2 separate regions of the Mus musculus genome follow, and region 1 is linked to region 2. The links are chromatin contacts, called in public HiChIP or PLAC-seq maps. All regions are on one chromosome and are shown on one strand. Each heading gives the region's core, a stretch centred on a gene start, on an enhancer-like site or on the middle of the called end of the contact. The rest is flanking DNA. Distances are from core to core; before and after follow the strand shown. Region 1 overlaps Pik3c2b (phosphatidylinositol-4-phosphate 3-kinase catalytic subunit type 2 beta). Region 2 holds the start of Mdm4 (transformed mouse 3T3 cell double minute 4).

What was found. HiChIP or PLAC-seq counts read pairs in DNA pulled down with a chosen protein or histone mark.
Region 1: a contact with region 2 is called in an H3K27ac HiChIP or PLAC-seq map of embryonic stem cells, with 10 read pairs. The contact joins the enhancer-like site here to the promoter of Mdm4 in region 2. A contact is called at or near these places in 5 of 15 datasets of contacts at CTCF or cohesin (CD8 T cells, the G1E-ER4 cell line, embryonic stem cells and 1 more), 90 of 484 Hi-C or Micro-C datasets (the 4T1 cell line, the 63-12 cell line, the AML12 cell line and 61 more), 31 of 115 datasets of contacts at active chromatin or transcription factors (the 230-238 cell line, CD8 T cells, the HPC-7 cell line and 23 more) and 5 of 9 other capture datasets (adipose tissue, embryonic stem cells, embryonic tail and 2 more).

What each region holds. Positions count from the first base shown.
Region 1 is chr1:133,081,767-133,085,811 of GRCm38.p6, forward strand. It overlaps Pik3c2b (phosphatidylinositol-4-phosphate 3-kinase catalytic subunit type 2 beta), which reads left to right. Exons shown (of 33, transcript NM_001099276.2): 13 at 3,052-3,219; 14 at 3,735-3,846. Among named protein-coding and RNA genes, the nearest start is that of Gm51647, 9.9 kb to the right of the region's middle. Within about 2 kb of position 2,710, at least 77 of the 459 cell types and tissues checked have an H3K27ac peak or open chromatin away from gene starts, as enhancers often do. A contact at or near this core is called in the 230-238 cell line, the 63-12 cell line, B cells and 13 more, where this site is marked.
Region 2 is chr1:133,024,107-133,028,373 of GRCm38.p6, forward strand. Mdm4 (transformed mouse 3T3 cell double minute 4) reads right to left here and starts at 1,310. Exons shown (of 11, transcript NM_001302801.1): 1 at 1,142-1,310. Gm41953 (a long non-coding RNA gene) reads left to right here and starts at 2,627. Exons shown (of 3, transcript XR_878532.1): 1 at 2,627-3,124. It also overlaps the pseudogene Gm29257.

The DNA.
Region 1 (4,045 bases), core at 1,460-3,959, 59 kb after region 2:
AAGGCTCTGTTTCTTGGCTCTCTTGGTAATCCCATGCTCTCTCTAACTTGTCGGGGCCTCAGCTTCTCAAATTGAGACTTGAGAGCACCTGCTTAACCTTGAGGCAGGTTATGAATACAGTAACCACCATCACAAGATGGCATGAAGTACCGTTTATTAACAATAATGTGATCTCAGGAAGGAGAGAAATGAGGGGTAAGGGGACCGCAAGGGTGGGATTGCAGGTTTGTCCCCCAGTGCTTGTCTGTGTTGGACCTTATTTACCCTCCCGACAGCCAGAAAGCCCCTTGCTTGCTGTGCCTGCTTGCTGTGCCCCCTTCCCCCCCTTCACTTCTCCAGGCTACTATGTCTGAGTCCCCCTTTACAGAGCAGCAAATGCAACGTAAGTGGGTGGAATGCAGGTGGCAGGGACAGAAGAATGTCCACGGGGAGATGGAGGATTCTCAAATAAGTAGTTGAAGGGTCTGGGTAGATTGTCTTATAAAGGTACTAGAGGGAAGGCATAGCCTGTTTTCACACTTAGGTCATTCTTAGAGCAGTAATGAAGTACAGCTTTTGCTAACAAACACTAGAACGCCCCGACACCCTGCAGACAAGGTAATGGCATGAAGGGGCTCCTGAGAAGCAAGCGAGGCCTGTAATACCAGGAAGCTGGGGCAGAATGGCTGTGAACCTGAGGGCAGATTGGACGACGTAGTGAGACCTGGGTTCAGTTTGGAATACCAAAGTCAAGAGTCTCCATTGAGACTCTTATCCTCACTAAGCACTGGACCTGGTCCCTGACAGAGTATGAGGTATGGACACAGCCCAGCCTCCCACGTGGGTGTCCTTCCATGCTAGGGTCAAGATCTCTACCTTGTTACGCAGGACCAGGCCCTGTGGGAGGTGGTTTCTCTATGTAGCCTTGGCTGTCCTGGAACTCACTCTGTAGACTAAGCTGGCCGTGAACTCACAGAGATCCACCTGCCTCTGCCTCCCATGTGCTGAGATTAAAGGCCTGCACCGCCACACAAGCCTCTTAGTCCTTCTTAATGAAGGCCAAGGCATGTGGGAAAAGGCATGACATGCTGAAGGTCTGGACTCAACTTTGAGCCAGCCATCCTCAGTAGATGACAGACAGCCTGCAATGGAGGCAGTTCTAGGAGTGCTCTCCAAGATTTGGCAGAGTTGTTAGGACACTAAGAAAACAACTTGCTCAGTGGTAGAGAGTTTGCCTAGATTCATGAGTGGCGCAAAGATGAAACAAACCAATAAATAGGAAAGTACTTTGGATAGCTGAGCATGGGGTGCCACACCTGTACTCCAGCACTTAAAACACTAAAGCCAGAGGATTGTTACGAGTTCAAGACCAGCCTAAGTGAAATAATGAGATAAGACAAGAGAGACAGAGAGAGGGAGCGATAGACTGAGAAAGGGAAAGAGACCAAACCTGGTCCACCATCTACTGCTTGGTAAGCAAATGCACTCTCCTTTTCTGTCCTCATCATCTAAGCTCTGACCGTCTCAGTTCCTGTTTCTCTGTTCCAGGTGGCTGGCAGTGACTAATGCCCAGGGGGATATTTGTGTGAAAATGCTATCTATGTCACATCAGCCAGGTCCAGAGTAATAACTAATATCACACAGCAGAAAGAACCCAAACTATATAGGCTGCTCTTCTCCTGGTGAGCGTGCCAAGGGCGGAGCTGTCAGTTCAGATGCTCAAGATTGTGAGTGGCCAAGCAGGAGCCCCACCCAGCACCTCACAACCCCAGTAGCCCCAGTGCTATAGTGTTGGAGAAGGGCTCACCGAGAGGAGAATTTCTTAGGCCAGAAGACTCAGCTCTTCAGGAGAAGTAGTGGTTCCTTTGACCAAGCCGAGGCATAGGGTTAGAAAGGTCATATTGGAATCCCAGATACACTGGGACCTGAGGAAGGGGAGGCCTTGCCTGCTTCTCTGTATTATGGTTTCAGTAAGGCAGTTTGCCCCTTCCTTCTTTCTTTCCTTCCTTCCTTCCTTCCTTCCTTCCTTCCTTCCTTCCTTCCTTCCTTCCTTCTCTCCTTCCCACGGCAAGGTCTCATACTCATGCAGACTTAAATTGACCTTGAAATCCCAGCCGTCCTCCTGCCTCAGCCTCCCAAGAGCTGGGATTACGGCCATACCACGGGTCAGCTCTTCCTCTTGTTGGATGACCAGACCAACTTCCTCTCCCTGGCTGTGGGGTCAGCTGCTTCTCCCTCCCACTGTAGTTGGATGGACATGGGATCAGCTTGCTCTCAAAATAGGCCCAGCAGCCATGCTCTGTCACCTCCGGCCAGACCCAGCCTGGCATATCCCCTGGCTGCTGAAGGGGCCCTAATTATAGCTGTGGGGCCCCCAGGGTAGAAGCAGCTGGGGCAGAGCCGGATTGTGCCAGTCTGCGGCTGCTGAGTGCCTTCTTTGAGTGGAGACTTTCCCCAGGAGTGAGGGGCAGTGAAGAGGGAGGCTGCCTTATCTGTGACCTCTGACCTTGGGGGTGGCGGCCCTGCCTCTGTGCCCTTTGGGTGTAGCAGCAGTCGGGCCTAGGGCCAGCCAGGAGGGTGTGGCAGTGTGGACTTTGGCCCAGGGACAGCTTCCCGGAAAGGTAACAGGGTGGGCCCTGGCTCTCTTTTCCCCAGCCCCTCAGCTCTCTCCACCTCCCCACACCCAAATCTCCTTACCCTGAACTCAGAGGGTGTGGCTGGGTGTGGCCCCGTCAGGGCGGACCGTGAAGAACATCTGGCCTTGAGCGCTGCTTATGCTGCTTATGCGTGTCTTGGCCTGGCCTGTTTCCTTTCTCACTCTTCTCTGAAAAGCCCCTTCTCTTTTTTCCCATGACTCTGTTTTGGGGGGTCCCTGGGGCTAGGAAAGGTGGGACAGAGAACCTGGTGCTTCTTCCTAGAGAGGCTCTTGAGACTTGTCCTGGTCCCTTGGGAGGCATGCCTTGGGACATATGTGACACCCGAGTGGAAGGCTGCTTCTCTGCTTGTACTTTACACCCCCCGCCCCCAGCCCCCCCCCCCAAGGCTGTTGACTTTGATCCCCTTGTTTCCTAGGATCTGCTTTCCAGTGCAGGTGAACAGGCTACCTCGGGAGACTCTGCTGTGTGCCACACTCTATGCCCTGCCCGTTCCCCCTCCTGGGGGTTCCTCTGAAGCGAATAAGCAGAAGCGGGTGCCTGAAGCTCTGGGTTGGGTCACTACCCCTCTCTTCAACTTCAGGCAGTACGTGTGAGCGCCAGGGGAACAGCTTCTAGCCTTGGAAGGGAGCAAGGGGGATGGAGATAAAGCCTGGTAGTTATACTCGGTACTCCCTGAGAAGGGTTGGCCACATGGCGCTCACTGTGAAGCCCAGAGGTCCCCATCCCTGTAGAGAAGTCAATGCACAGAGCTGGTGACCCGGACTATTGATGTAACCTGGCAGGTGGGGGAGGGGCGTGGGAAAACACTATCCCTGTAACAAGTCACGGGGTCCTGTATCAGAAGGACTTCAGAGGTCATCTACCCAGGCACGGAGACACCCCTGCCAAAGGGTCACCTGAGTGGCAAGCTCAGAGAGGCTTTCTGCCATGGGAGCCCTCCTAGAGCTTGAAGTAAGACCTGTGGCCTCTGGGGATAATCCAAGGGACAGGAGTGGGGGAGAAGCTTCAACTAGAAAAGGTTTGGGGACAAGAGAGCAGGAGAGAAACCCCCAGCGTAGGCACCGCTTGTTGGCTCATCTTACCCTCCTTCTGCCTTAGAGTCTTGACCTGTGGTCGAAAGCTCCTGGGCTTGTGGCCAGCGACACAGGAAAACTCCGGTGCCCGCTGGAGTGCGCCTAATTTCCACCAGCCAGACAGTGTTATCCTGCAGGTGAGACCCAGCTAGGAACTCTGGGCATGGGATGAGATGTGGCCAAGCATCTCAGTAAATGGGAGAGCATGAGTCGAAGACATCCCCCTCCCTCAATTTCACAGCATCCTCTAAAGTTAGGTCTGAGGCCTTCTCCACCCATGGCTCCCCTTGCTTTGAGACCTCATGTTTCTAGGTCAGATCCAGCTGGGCGCTCCCT
Region 2 (4,267 bases), core at 60-2,559:
GAGGTAGGGCCTTGGTCCTGTGAAGGTTCTTTGCCCCAGTATAGGGGAATGCCAGGGCCAGGAAGCGGGAGTGGGTGGACTAGTGAGCAGAGGGAGGGAGAGAGGATAGGGGATTTTCGGAGAGGAAACTAGGAAAGGTAAATAAAGAAAATAGCTAATTAAAAAAAACGAAACAGGAGTTGTTTGTGGTCTTGACCAGTACAGTAAAAGAATACTGAAAGTAATACTTTGGACCTAAACAAACTTTTTTCCTAGCAGAAATGTATGAAGGAGGAGACTAAACTTGGATATGCAGCAACTGACAGCATTATTAAACGTTTCAAATATCTTTGACACATGTCGTGCCTGTCATTAGGTAGAGGTTCCTAATCCACAAAGACCTTTCTTGAGTAGGACAAGACAGGCATTGTTTTATCCAGATGTGTCATAATAAGAGTGGTGTCAAAATCTGGGGATGTACAAGCATCGTTGGGTGGTGTGCTAATTAAAGTTCATATTCGTGGTCCCGGTGAGGTAGAGGAGCAGGCTGTTTTGGAGGCAGGGGCAGATGACTGTGAATTTGAGGTCAGCCTAGTCTATACAGCAAGCTCCGGGTTAGCCAGGGCCGGCCACAGTGAGATTCTGTCATAATAATAATAATAATAATAATAATAATAATAATGAGATTCTGTCTCAATAATAATAACACAACATATTCGTGAAGAATATTTTTTTAATTTTTTAAATGCCCCAGGTCCGTATGAAGACCGCAAACAAGTATCTTTCACACACTAAAGCAGACAATTTGCAGCCCTAGAAATTATTTAAATCTTAAGTCACGCCAATGACACTCTCCAGGTCTCTCTCTACGACTCCTTTCCTTCAAAGTGCCTCACCCACCCCGCAAAGTGGAAGAGCAAATAAAAGATCAACCCCTTCACTTCGCTTTCAGTCTGTTAACTGTGGACTCCGTTTCACCACACTCCATTTTCCTCCACCCCGGGGTCGAAGCGCCACCCTTCCCCCACAGCCCCTTCCACGGCCCCGCGGCCCACGCCGCCCTCCGCGCCCCAGGCTCCTCCCGCCCGGTTCCTAGCTCCGAAGCCTCCGGACCTTCTGTCCGCTCCCCCGGCCCCCCGCGGGCCAGACCCCAACACCACACCTTACGGCCGCTCCATGAGTCGCTCCCCCTCCTAGCTGGGGGAGGGGTGGCAGCCGGAGACCCTAAGGCCTGCACTGCATTTTGAAACTGCGAGCAACGGCAGCACCACTTCCGGCCTCTCAAACCCAGCGTTCGCAAGAGCTTCCGGGGAGGCCGGGGGAACCATAGAGCGGACCCTGGAGGACTAGAGAGCTAGAAAGGCTGAAGAATCTACCATTGAGTACACACTAGTCCGGGAAGAGAGCCTCCGGACCTCCGAGGTCAGACAGAGATAGTTTTCTATTTTATTTTACTATTGAGTCAGGGATTCTCTGTGTAGCTCTAGCTGTCCTGGAATTCACTATGTAAACCAGACTGCCTCCCGAGTGCTGAGATTTAAGGCTTGCCACAGCATACCTTGCTTGCATAAAGAGGTTTTGAAAGAAAATAGAGGCTGGTCGTGGTGGCGCACGCTTTTGATCCCAGCACTTGGGAGGCAGAGGCAGGCGGATTTCTGAGTTCGAGGCCAGCCTGGTCTACAAAGTGAGTTCCAGGACAGCCAGAGCTATACAGAGAAACCCTGTCTCGATCGAAAAAAAGCGCCGCAAGACCGGGGGGGGGGGGGGGGGGGGTTAAGCGAAAACCCTGCCACAAGAAGCGAAAGTATGAGCTGGGACGGCCCGCTGCCAACACGAAGATTGGCCCTCGCCGCATACACACAGTCCAAATTCGAGGAGGCAATAAGAAGTACCGTGCCCTGAGATTGGATGTGGGGAACTTTTCCTGGGGCGCTGAGTGTTGTACTCGCAAAACAAGGATCATTGATGTTGTCTACAATGCATCCAACAACGAGCTTGTCCGCACCAAGACCCTAGTGAAGAACTGCATCGTGCTTATTGACAGCACGCTGTACCGACAGTGGTACGAGTCCCACTATGCACTGCCCCTGGGCCGCAAGAAGGGGGCCAAGCTGACTCCTGAGGAGGAAGAGATTTTAAACAAAAAACGATCAAAGAAAATTCAAAAGAAATATGAGGAAAGGAAAAAGAATGCCAAAATCAGCAGCCTCCTGGAGGAGCAGCTCCAGCAGGGCAAGCTTCTCGCCTGTATTGCCTCACGACCAGGCCAGTGTGGCAGAGCAGACGGCTATGTGCTCGAAGGCAAGGAGCTGGAGTTCTATCTGCGGAAGATCAAAGCCCGGAAAGGCAAATGAGCCTCATGCGTAGTGTAATAAAGGTGTCTGCTGTTCTATTAAAAAAAAAAAAAAAAAAAAAGACAACTTCCATATCCCATCTCTAGTCTTCTCATTTCCCTACAAGCTAACCCTTCCTGATCCTTTGACTACTTTTCTTTTTTTTGACATGTCAATGAGCCAGCTTACTCCCTGGTCGTTATTTTCTGGACAAGAATTTGTGTTAAGATGTGGATCCCAGAAAGAGATGTTTTTTGAGACAGGGTGTAGCCCTGGCTGTCTTGGAACTCACTTTGTAGACCAGGCTGGCCTTGAACTCAGAAATCTGCCTGCCTCTGCCTCCGGAGTGCTGGGATTATTAAAAGGCGTGCGCCACCACACCCGGCTACAGATGCATTCTTATACAAAGAAAATGGGACCTGATCTCCCGTACACACATTGTATGCTCCCTACTATATTTTGGTTGGGCGAATTATTTAGTTGGGCTTTTTGGAGGATCATACAAATTCATTATTTCCAATGTAAACATTACCCGTTTTGTTTTGTTCTGTTCTAGACAAGGTCTTACTATATAGCTCTGACTATCCTGGAACTCACTATGTAGACTAGGCTGACCTGGAAACTCAAGAGATCTGCCTGCTTCTGCGTGTCTGCTGCTAGGCATAAAATCTTATTGCCTCTGCTCCCAGCTCCTGTTTATAACCTTTCCCCACTGGAAGATCCAGAGTTCCTTGAAGGAGCTGAGGTGGTGATTCTCTTTCTGAAGTTGCGGACAATGAGCTTAAAGTCAGCAGAGTTTCCTCAGAAGAGAGGTAAGGGCACTTATAGGCAAATACCAGCCAACTATTCCCCTCTCTCCTTTTGCAACCACTTTTGTTTGCTTACATTGCTTTGGTTCTCTTCTGTTTTGGAGACAGGGTCAGTCACATTTTGCAGTCCTGATGGCCTGTAATGTATGATATAATGCAAGCTGTCTGGAATTAGAGTCAGTCCTCTGCCTGCCAAACTCTGGGAGTACAAGCATGACCCACCATGACTGACATAGCATCTTCCAGGCCCACAAGGGCTATATCATGAGACCCACTCTCAAAATAATTAGCCGGGCATGGTGGTGCAAGCCTTTAATCCCAGCACTCAGGAGGCAGAGGCAGGCAGATTTCTGAGTTCGAGGCCAGCCTGGTGTACAAAGTGAGTTCCAGGACAGCTAGAGCTCCTGTCTCGAAAAAGGCAATCTAGAGCAGTGGTTCTCAACCTTCCTAAAACTGTGACCCTTTAATATAGTTCCTCGTGCTGTGGTGCTCCCAAATATAAAACTATTTCATTGCTGCTTCATAACTGTAATTTTGCTACTGTTATAAATCATAATGCAAATATCTGATATGCAGGATATTTGATATGCAACCCCTGTTTTGACCCCCACTCAAAGGAGCTTAACCCACAAGTTGAGAAGCACTGATCTAAAGGCTTCCAAAAAATAAGACCTAAAGGTCACCCAGCTAGCTCAGCAGATAAAGGCACTCGCCTCAAGTCCAAGTTTCAAAACTTAAAAAAAAAAAAAGTAAGACCTGGAAACTAGTCTAGGAGCCTGATTATCCAGATAAAGAAAATGCCCAATTATGGATGAGTTGCCATTATCCTTGATGCAGGCCAAAGAGTTAGCCCTTTCCCTTTTATTTTTCTGGCAGAGGAAAAGGTTTATTGTAAATAAAGCATAGTCAGAGGTAGAGACATCTGGGAGAGGCCAGAGTGGGCGTGGCCGTGAGCTGGGCCACGCCCTTGAGGAGAGCAGGGAGGAGAGAGAGCCAGGAGACCAGGCGAGTAAAAGGTAGACTAAAAAGCTCCCTTTCCCTTTTTTATTTTTCAAAATATTTATCAGTGTAATTTTGTCTTCATCTAAAGCCTTAATGAGGAGGCTGGAGAGATAGTTCCGCGGTTACGAGCATCAGCTGCTCTTT